Regions from separate parts of the Mus musculus genome. Here regions 1 and 3 are each linked to region 2. The links are chromatin contacts, called in public HiChIP or PLAC-seq maps. All regions are on one chromosome and are shown on one strand. The core of a region is the stretch at or near the end of the contact, and the rest is flanking DNA. Distances in the headings are between cores, read along the strand shown. Region 1 has its middle 19 kb from the start of Colq. Region 2 overlaps Ankrd28 (ankyrin repeat domain 28). Region 3 overlaps Colq (collagen-like tail subunit (single strand of homotrimer) of asymmetric acetylcholinesterase).

Evidence for each region. HiChIP or PLAC-seq counts read pairs in DNA pulled down with a chosen protein or histone mark.
Region 1: a contact with region 2 is called in an H3K4me3 HiChIP or PLAC-seq map of bone marrow-derived macrophages, with 3 times the contacts expected there. The contact joins two enhancer-like sites. A contact is called at or near these places in 6 of 39 promoter capture datasets (the 3T3-L1 cell line, the HPC-7 cell line, embryonic stem cells and 3 more), 1 of 15 datasets of contacts at CTCF or cohesin (pro-B cells), 6 of 484 Hi-C or Micro-C datasets (the G1E-ER4 cell line, the HL-1 cell line, bone marrow-derived macrophages and 2 more), 4 of 115 datasets of contacts at active chromatin or transcription factors (the 230-238 cell line, bone marrow-derived dendritic cells, bone marrow-derived macrophages and 1 more) and 3 of 9 other capture datasets (adipose tissue, embryonic stem cells and liver).
Region 3: an H3K4me3 HiChIP or PLAC-seq map of bone marrow-derived macrophages shows a contact between it and region 2, with 3 times the contacts expected there. The contact joins two enhancer-like sites. A contact is called at or near these places in 1 of 39 promoter capture datasets (macrophages), 2 of 484 Hi-C or Micro-C datasets (the G1E-ER4 cell line and the HPC-7 cell line), 3 of 115 datasets of contacts at active chromatin or transcription factors (the SCID.adh cell line, bone marrow-derived macrophages and thymic regulatory T cells) and 1 of 9 other capture datasets (adipose tissue).

Annotation. Positions count from the first base shown.
Region 1 is chr14:31,595,123-31,598,276 of GRCm38.p6, forward strand. No RefSeq gene overlaps it. Among named protein-coding and RNA genes, the nearest start is that of Colq, 19 kb to the left of the region's middle. Within about 2 kb of position 1,304, at least 42 of the 459 cell types and tissues checked have an H3K27ac peak or open chromatin away from gene starts, as enhancers often do. A contact at or near this core is called in bone marrow-derived macrophages, pre-B cells and pro-B cells, where this site is marked.
Region 2 is chr14:31,783,762-31,787,274 of GRCm38.p6, forward strand. The region is part of intron 1 of Ankrd28 (ankyrin repeat domain 28); the gene reads right to left. Among named protein-coding and RNA genes, the nearest start is that of Ankrd28, 45 kb to the right of the region's middle. Within about 2 kb of position 2,105, at least 45 of the 459 cell types and tissues checked have an H3K27ac peak or open chromatin away from gene starts, as enhancers often do. A contact at or near this core is called in bone marrow-derived macrophages, pre-B cells and pro-B cells, where this site is marked.
Region 3 is chr14:31,568,055-31,571,229 of GRCm38.p6, forward strand. All of the region lies in intron 1 of Colq (collagen-like tail subunit (single strand of homotrimer) of asymmetric acetylcholinesterase), which reads right to left. Among named protein-coding and RNA genes, the nearest start is that of Colq, 7.7 kb to the right of the region's middle. Within about 2 kb of position 1,292, at least 81 of the 459 cell types and tissues checked have an H3K27ac peak or open chromatin away from gene starts, as enhancers often do. A contact at or near this core is called in bone marrow-derived macrophages, where this site is marked.

The DNA.
Region 1 (3,154 bases), core at 54-2,553, 190 kb before region 2:
AACAGTCTGGGCACAAGCTCATCATGTGCAAAGCCTTTCCCCACCAGATACTATCTGTCCAAAATGGCAGACCTGTCTTGCAGAATGAATTCTGTACACACACATACAAACACACACACACACACACACACACACACACACACACACACACACACTCACACATACTCACATACACACACACACACTCACACACACATACTCGCACACTTACACACACTCACACACACTCACAACATACATACTCACACACACACCTGTCCCCTAAATGCAAGGAGACCTCAAGACTATGCCGGGGGCAGCCTAGAGACTCCTTCCAGGATGCACAGCTGAAACCAGAGCCCCAGCTGCCACTGTGAGATCTGCCACACCTATTTGTACCAAGGCCACACCTTCCAGGTATTGTGTTATTCACCACAATGAGTCCAGCAAGGATGAGAAGGTGGCCCTGTTCCCAGAGACCTGAGAACTCTCTGGGAGAAGCTTGGTTCCATTTTCCTTAACTTCTTGAAACGTGGACTCTTCATCTGAGCCTTCCCTCTGGGGTCCCACCTCCACCATTGCCTGACAGTTTAGCCAACCTTTTCAAAAGTCCCCAGGTGGTGTCACTGGCCTCCCAAGAGGACCTTGGCTAAGTTAATGCATTATCATTGGTCTCCCAAGAGGACCCTGGCTAAGTCAATGCATTATCATTGGTCTCCCAAGAGGACCTGCACTACAATGGCCTTCTTTACTTGTGTTTCCTATATGGGAAAGGGAGGTAAAATTACCACCCTGGCAAATTTACCAGATGAAACTGGCCAAGATTTTTAAAGATTAAGACCACACAACAAAAAACAAGAACAAACAAAACAAAGTAAAACAATCAACTACAGCTGTTTCAGTGTTTGTCGTTATCACTGGCCTCAATGACTGGAAGGAAGGCAGTTCAGGAAAAAGTAACCGATCAGCAATGTTAGAAATCCACTCCCAGTGTTGTTAATACCTTAGGGGCAGACATTTGATAGTCAGCTTTTTCGCTGCCGTACTAAAATACCTGAGAAAATCAACTTAACAAAAGAAACAACATCTCAGCTAATGGTTTCTCAGTTTGTATTGGTAGGCCCCACTGGGGACTGTGGCAAGGTAGGATGCTGTGTTAGGGAGCATATATATAATAGAGCAAAGATGATGGCCTTGTGGCGACTAGGAAGCAAAAATAGGGGAAGGGTCGGGGTTTAATACACCTTCAAGAACAAACTTCCTTCAACTAGGCCCCACGCCCCAACAATGCCACAGACATTTAGCATATGGGCTCTTGGAGAACATTTAAAATCTATACTGTAACAATAAGAAAACACTGCAGGCTCAGGAAACGCTCACTGGAGGCTTCCCATCATCCTTTGCTTCTGAAGGACGGAGGTAAGGGATGTGCTGAGTGTCAGACCTCTAGAAGCACAGCTGTTTGCCAGTACACTGACCGTTGCTTTTCGAGAACTAGCTTCTGGGTGAGAAAGGAGAAGTCTCTGAGAGTCCCTCAGGACTGAGGCTGTAGATCAGTTGGCAGAGAGCTTGCATAACACGCACAAAGCCCTGGGTTCCATCCCCAGCAGTGAGTAAATGGGACACAGTCATGTGTGCTGTAACCCCAGCTCTTAGACGGTCAAGGAAGTAGGATCAGAAGTTCACGGTCATCAGCTGCATAGTGAATTCGAGGTCAACTAGAGTTACAGGAAATGTCATCTCAAGAAAATATTCATTAGGTATAGAATCCACACACAAAATATGCAAACATTAAACATAAAATACAGTGGAAGTTGAAAACATATTTACATTGACAATGAAACAGATATGTGTCCAGAAACAAATTTAACAAAAGTTCTGTAATGTCAGTATCATAAAACCTTAAAAACCTTGCTGAAGGACAAACACCAACAAGCAAACAAAACAAAACTTCAGGAAACTGAAAGATGCTATTCTCTAATAGAATACCCAGCGGTGGTGGCGCACGCCTTTGATCCCAGCACTTGGAGACAGAGGCAGGAGGATCTCTGCCTTCAAAGACAGCCTGGTCTACAGAGAGAGCTCTGGGACAGCCTGGGCTACAGAGAAACCCTATCTTAAAAAAAAAAACAGACAAACAAACAAAAACAAATGAAGCTTAAAAAATAACAACAAAACACAAAACAAACAAAAAGAAGTAACAAATAAGACACAAAATTTCTCAGATGTCGTTTCCTACTGACTTGACCACTTAGGGACACTGTTTCAACCACAGCTTTTCCTCCTGTATGGAGGGATGCGCTGACCCTGGGGGTTTGCCCCTCCTGGTGGGATGCTCTGGTCCCAGTGAAGTCAAACTTCACCAGCAGTGGCTGTCAGCTCACTTTTCATGCGTAAACCAACCAATCCCAGGCTGAGCACCCCAGTTTTCCCCTTTGTGGTCCACATTTATCTGCTCTCCATTCTGGATCCTCCTGCCCTAAGTTTGTCAGTGCTACTTGGAGTCAACTGGGGACAGCCCCACACTACCCAAGACCTGCCCTGATCGGGTTTCCCCATCTTCGCCTTTTTCTTCTGTCAATGACTCAGTAATGCTCTCTGCTTGAGTGTTGCCTCATGAATCTCTGTGGGATGTGGTACATCTCCTATTCTCCCTTGCCTCTTCTCTCATACATTACATTCTGACCAGTTTCCCCTCCCTCCGCTCCTTCTAGGCCCTCCTTCTCCCCAGATCCACTCCTCCCATTTTCTTTCAGAAAAGGGTAGAACTCCTAATGTTATCAACCAGCCATGCCATATCAAGTTGCAGTAAGACTAGGCAACTGCCCTCATATTAAGGCTGGACAAGGCAACCCAGTAGGAGGACAGGGGTTCCAAAAGCAAGCAAAAGAAATCAGCTCCCGCTCTCACTGTTAGACTCCCACAAGAACACCAAGCTACACGACTGTAACATATATGCAGAAGACCTAGGTCAGAGCCATACAGGCTCCATGGTTGTTGTTTCAGTCTCTGAGAGACCCTATGAGCCCAGCTTAGTTGATTCTGTGGGTTTTCTTGTGGTGTCCTTGACCCCTCTGGCTCCTACAATCCTTCCTCCCCCTCTTCTGCAGGAATCTTCCAGCTCTGCCTAAGGTTTGGCTGTGGGTCTCTGCATTTGTTTCCATCAGTTGCTGGA
Region 2 (3,513 bases), core at 855-3,354:
CAGGGTTTTTCTCCAAAATAGGACCTCTTTTTATAGGAGTAATTTTCACTTGTTCCAAAGTCTCTAGTGTGTAAATTCATCTACTTGGACTAAAGAAGTCACAACTTATTTATTTATTTATTTATTTATTTATGGTCTGAGCCTAACTTCTATACTTACATTTTCCCAATCATTCTTTACATAAAATTTATTCTATAAAAAAATTTAAAGTTTAACTTAAAGCACCCATCTCAGCATCTACACCCATGATTGGAAAAAGAAGTACTGACACATCAGTAGAAAATTTCATAAAGGATGGCAAGACCTGGACAATTCTACTAAAAGTCTAATATACTGTAGTCACCTAAAAATATACATAAAACCACCCTGAACAAGATTATTTATTTTAAAAACATGTACCAAAAAATACCATAGCACTAACTGAACAAATAGTGTCATATTTTCTCTATGTGTAATATGTCAAATACTTAGAAAATACGTGCCAGGCGTGGTGGTGCACGCCTTTAATCCCAGCACTCGGGAGGCAGAGGCAGGCAGATTTCTGAGTTCGAGGCCAGCCTGGTCTACAGAGTGAGTTCCAGGACAGCCAGGGCTACACAGAGAAACCCTGTCTCAAACAAACAAACAAAAAAACGATAGGCAAAACTGGTAAAATTTAAATTGTCTAAAACAAGATGAAGAGACCCAGTCAGACATTACGCGGAGTCTAAATGGAAGGTCTGTACCAAATCCTTCTGAAACTCAGAGCTCAGAGAATTCTTCGGAAGAGGAAGCAGAAAGATTATAAAAGTCAGAGGGGATGGAGGACACCAGGAGAACAAGGCGCCCTGAACCAACCAGGCACATACGAGCTCACAGAGACTGAACTGAAGCAGCAAGCACAGGGCCTGCAAGGGTCTGCACCAGGTCCTCTGTGCGTAAATTGTAGCTATTGGCTTAGTATTTTCATGGGACTCCTGCTTATGAGAACTCTGACTCTCGTGCCCACCCTTGGGGCTCTTCTTCCTGATGGGTTGCTGTGTCCAACTCTGATATGGTTGGTTTTTGCTTCATCATGTTTTATTTTATTTTGTCATGTTTAGTTGTTATCTCTTAGAAGACTTTTCTTTTCTAATGAGAAACAGAAACCAAGTGGATCCAGGGGATAGAGGAGGGAATCAGCCTGGAGTAGAGCTACACCTTGTCCAAAACCAAAGCAATAACCTACAAACACAACAAATGCTAGGAATGTTAGGACACGGCACCCTTATATACTGCGTATGTATGGTAATGTAAATTAATCCAGCCACTATGGAAATCAACAGAGAGGTTCCTCAGGAAATTAAAAATAGAACTGTATGACCCGTCTACATCACTCAGCAGTATATACCCAAAGAAGTCAAAGTCAGCATATAACAGAGACACTACATATCTATCACTATCACAGTCCAGTGATAGCAGCAGCCAAGCTACAGAATGAGCTCAGGGGCCCCGTTCAACAGGTGAAAGGGGTATTAACTGATGAATTATGATCACGAGGGTGCAGAAAGGAGGATGGTTTTCATAGGGTAGGTTAACAGGAAACATTTGAAAATGAAATTGTCATTGCATGTGACCAAAAAAATTAAAGAGTAATTTTCCTATTTCCTATTTGTAAATATATTGTTTTCATATACTTGACGTTTTTCTTGTGACATTTATACAATGCTTTGTTTCAATCTGTTTTCTCCTGCTTTAAAAAAAGAAAAAAACAAAAAACAAAAACAAAACTCTAGAACCCTCCATTATCGGTGTGTTGTGAATCATTTAAATTGGTGGGAAAATTAACCCTGGAAGAAAATGACAAGGCTTGACTTTTCTATGTAATATGTGGCTTGCTACTTGTTGCCTACTTAGCTAACCACCACTGACCCTTCCTTCTTACAGACTACCTTTAGTTTTGTTTGGATGCCATTTCTATATTCCACATGACTTGGAGAAATCTTGAATAGTGTAAGGTGATCATGGTAATTCTATTCTACCTAGTAAGTGACTCATTTGGGAAATGACATGCTCTGAGCCAGCTTGCTCTGTCACATGCAAAGGAAAGTCATCTGTAGTGTTTCTAGGAAAGTCTCTCTTTTTTTAACCTAAAAAGGGAGAGATAGAGGGAAATGTCCCCTCCTACTGGACAACAGCATATTTGATAATGATGTTGTGAAATGTGCTGAGTATCTTATGGCTGGAGTTATCCTAGAGTCCATACTAAGTCTGACTGAGAGAAAAGCAGAAAGGAGAAAGTGAGCCACTTCCTATGGTCACAGCAGTAACTAAAGCACTCAACCTTTTACAGCATAGTATTTCAATTACTGCTACTGTGATAAGACCCTTTACTATTTAATCCAGCTTCTACTTTAAATATAAAGTATTTTCAGTTTAAAATAGCCCTAATATTAAAGAACAAATAATATCCTATTATAAATAAAAGGGCCATTAAAATATAACAATTAACCTTATATTGTCTTAAAAGCGTTTAGGTATGCCTGTGATGCTGGATATTAGGAATATGTCAAGAAAACAATAAAAATTCCAGAATGATTGTTGGCTAAGAATGAACTTGTCATAGACTCTAATAAGATATCTTCTTTGTTTTTAAGAAGTTTGAAACAAGCTATAATTAATGGAATTAACAGTTATAAGCATGGCTTTTTATAAGGTTATTAAAGCCATAAAAATGTATTAAAAAGACTTCACATCACAAACACACCAGAAAAATACTTTCGTTCTTTTAACCATAAATTTGTTATGTAGAACTACAGCATTATTTGATAAAAGGAACTAAAGAATAAGAAAAATGTCCTAAACTATCTGAGTCATTACTTGAATTTTAAAATAGTGTTCAGTATGTCTCCACCCTGTTACAGCTCAAAAAGACATGAATCATTTTCTTTAGTATTTTCCAAATGATACTTTAGGACGGAAGTGATATATACAGTTTCAATTTGTGTGTGGAATAACTAGCATACACATAAGCTACGACCTTTCTGTACTAAAGGAAATTCTTTGGGTATTTTGTGTAATTATTGCTTTAAAAAGCAAACACCGGGTAACCATAGCAACTTGTTTTTGAATTGCAAACTGTTCTTCTCAACTTTTGCAGTACAGTAACGTGATACTACATTTACCCAGGTATTTTCAAATCACAGAAAACAGCATGAATTGTAAATAATCCTTCTTTAGCCTTTTTAAAGAATTTAATGTTTATGTGTGAGACTTGCATGTATGTGTATACCATGTGAGTGCCTGTTGCTCATGGAAGCCAGAAAAAGGACATGGGGTCCCCTGGAAATGGAGTCACGGGCAGCTGTGAGCTGTCATGTGGATGATTGGCACTTAACCCAGCTCTGCTGTAAGCGTGCTAAGTCTCTGACTCAATGAGCCATCTCTTCAGTGTTTAGTTGTTTTTAGCAGGCAGAATTTAGCCTGTTTAGAATAACCTCAACTCAGCTGGGTATTATGGTACATGTCTATTATCCCACTCAAGAGGCAGAAGCA
Region 3 (3,175 bases), core at 42-2,541, 220 kb before region 2:
TCTCCAGTTGCGGTTTCCTGAAAATGGTGTAATTTTGTTCTTTGCAGCTGAGGAAACACCCCACTGTGTTTACCCGCCACCTTTTCCTTATCCTTGCATCTGTAGATGGACATCTAGCCAGCTTCCATATCTTGGCCTCTGTGACTAGGGCTATAATAAACACGGGTGTGCTGGCATCTCTGAAGAGCGCTGACACGGAGTCCTTCTGGGTGGGCTCAGGAGTGGTGCAGCCGGGCCGCACAGTGGCTCTCTCCTGTTTGCTGAAGCTCTCCACACTGTCCAAAGCTTCATGAGTTTTGCTTTGCTGCCACCTGTATGTAGGATTCCACCCCCCCCCCCCCCCGCCCGACCCGTGGCAGCATTTGCTTCCTTTTCCTTTTCAGTTCTTTGAGGTAAGGTCTCAGTCTGTAGCCCAGGTTGGCCTCCAATTCATTGCAGTCCTCCTGCCTCAGCCTCCCTGGTGCTGGATCACAGGGGCAGGTCACCATGCCCAGCTTGTTATCCCAGGACAGCCATTCTGACTAGGATGAAAGAATCAGCGCAGCTTTGATTAGCTTGTCCCTGATGGCTAAGGATGTGGAACATTTTTCCATATATTCATTGGCCATTCTTGCCTCCTCTGAGAACTGTCCATTACTTCATCCACTGGGCCTGACTCTCTCCTTGAGCCAACTCAGGCAGTTTACTGCTGCTTCCCACAGAAATCCCACTAGTGAGGGAGTATGTCAGCCAACCCAATATGGTTCTCACAAGGCCCTGCTGCCTTCCAGATCCCGGAGTCTTTACCCCTCCAAACATTAGCTCTCCATGTTGAGACTTTGGTTTCTGTCTGATCATGGGGCATCTGGAAGCTTCTAGGGACCGCCATGAGATCTACCCTAATAAAGATGCTGGTGGAAGATTGGCCCTGTATGGACACAAAGTGGTACACCAACCAGCTTTGACCTCTCCCGACAGTGAAACCCTGCAGGCTCTTCACATAAGGCACACGTTCACCGCTGGTCTGAACTAGGGTAGACCCAACAGGGGTGCTCCAGTTGAGTACGCAGGTTTCTGTAAGTAGGATGGCTGTGGTCACCTATCTCTGAGTTTTACCCTCTGCCTGAAGTTGGGCAGGCCTCCCAGGAGCACGAGTCCCAGAGGGAAGTCCCTGAAGCAAGAAGACAGCTGATGGGGGGGGGGGTTCCCAAACTCTTCAAAAGAAGACAGCTGAGGGATGAGCAGAGGAGGGTGCAGGGAAGTCCAAACGGGGAGGCAGAAGGGGGAGGCCGGAAAGGGAGGGGCTTGCGCGGTTCATTCATGCTCTTTCCTCTTTTCAGTCCTTATCCCAGCAGTTGACTGAAAGACCACACCAGCCACCAGCTTCCTTCAGCTGTTCCCAGCTCTCAAACAAGCAGCTCCCCCCATGTTTTCATTGGTTGCCATGGGGAGATGAGCATGGATGTGAATCGGGAAATGCCTGGGGCTCACACATGGACAAGTGCCAGGGTATATTTTTAAGACATCAGGGGAAGCCCGTCACTAGGGAAGGAGAGCCTTCTTGCCTGATTAGCTGCCCAGCACCAGCTTTCCTTAAGGCCTAGTTTGCAAACAAAAAGTGGTAGAAATATGAACTTCTTGCTTTAATTCACTAAGTGTTTTAAGCAAAAAGTTATTTCAGTTTTTGGTTGGGTGCAACAAATGGTAGTGACCGGCACTGAAATGTTCACAACAATCCTCCTCAATCCTGACCAAGTGTTTGTGGCTTAGATCCTTTTAGCCCCATGAGAGCAATTAGCCTATAGTCACACCACTATAAAAACCGAAACCCCAGGGAGCAGAGTGTTGGAAGTGTTACTCCTGATGTCACAGGAGAAGAGAAAGCTTGGTCCCCAAGACTTGGCTTGTAACTATCCCAGATCCCTGTCTTCCTGGGATGCCCAGTAGTATTGAAACCCAGTGACCCATGTGGTGACTAGTTCAGGAAAACACCTCACAGGGACATCAAGTTTCATTTTCTTCACGGTGAAGAGACTGAGGTAGCAGAATAAACTCCATTTTGCTTTTAAGACTCCATTCTAAGTTAACTTGCCCTGAGAGAGGCATGGGCCCCACCCTTGAGGTCTGAGAAAAAGCATGAAATGTCCCTGGCAGTTGCAAAATAGACAAGCATCTGCAGCTGGCTGATAACACCAGAGTGGGCTAAGAAAACCTAAGTCGTTCCCAGGTCCAGGTGCTCCCTTTTGATGTGTGCTCCCTCCCTGCCATTTAACCAGGTGCTGTAAACCAGTTAGCTTAAAGGCCAGTGCTCCTTTACCCTCTCATGTAACACCGAGGCTTGGAAACCCCCACCTGTGTTTTTTTCCTGTGTAAACCCCTTTCCCCTAGACCTGGGGGCTGCCCTCCTATCTTGCTCCATCATCAGAAAGGTTTGTGGCCCAGGCTCAACAGCCTGAATAAAGACTCTCATGTACTTGCATCAGAGTTGTGGTTCCTGGTGGTCTCTTTGGGGTTTTTTGAGATCTGATGAACTGCTGGTAGCCACACTCCTGTCTGCTTCAAATCCCATAGCATCTAAACAAAGCATGAGGTAAGTGTGGTCCACCAAACGGCTCCTATTGGTATCTAGAGCTGAGCTTTGGTGGTTGTAAATGCTATCTTCTGTGTGAATGGGGCATTGTGGGTAACTAAGACACTTAAAATGAGGAAACAATCCTGGCTTATCTGGGTTCCTAAATGTAATCGCAAGTGTCCTTCTAAGAGCCAGGCAGAGGCTGGGGATGTCGCTCCATGTTAAAGTGCTTGCCTAAAATGTACAAGCCCCTGGATTCACACCACAAACAAACACAACAGACTGATAAGGGGGCTTGAGAAGCGATATGTAGCATGGCTGTGTGTGGACACAGGAGAGAAAGCTGGGAACCAAAGAATCTGAGAAGCACAGCTTAGATCTAGAAAAGATGAGGGAACTAAGTCTCCCTTGGGCCCTTGGCCCCCACCCAGGGGAAATTATTTCAGACTGTGGTCCTCTGGAACTGTTGGAAAGTTGGAGGTGGTTCATGTTCACAGGAAGATAATGAAGTAACTTTGCAGTGAGCTACAGCAGTGGTTTTCAAAGTGTGGACTGTGGGCCTGGAGCCTGGAGGCACCTGAAGCATTGCAGAGATGCAGGTGCTTAGGCCCACTCTAGAACCCT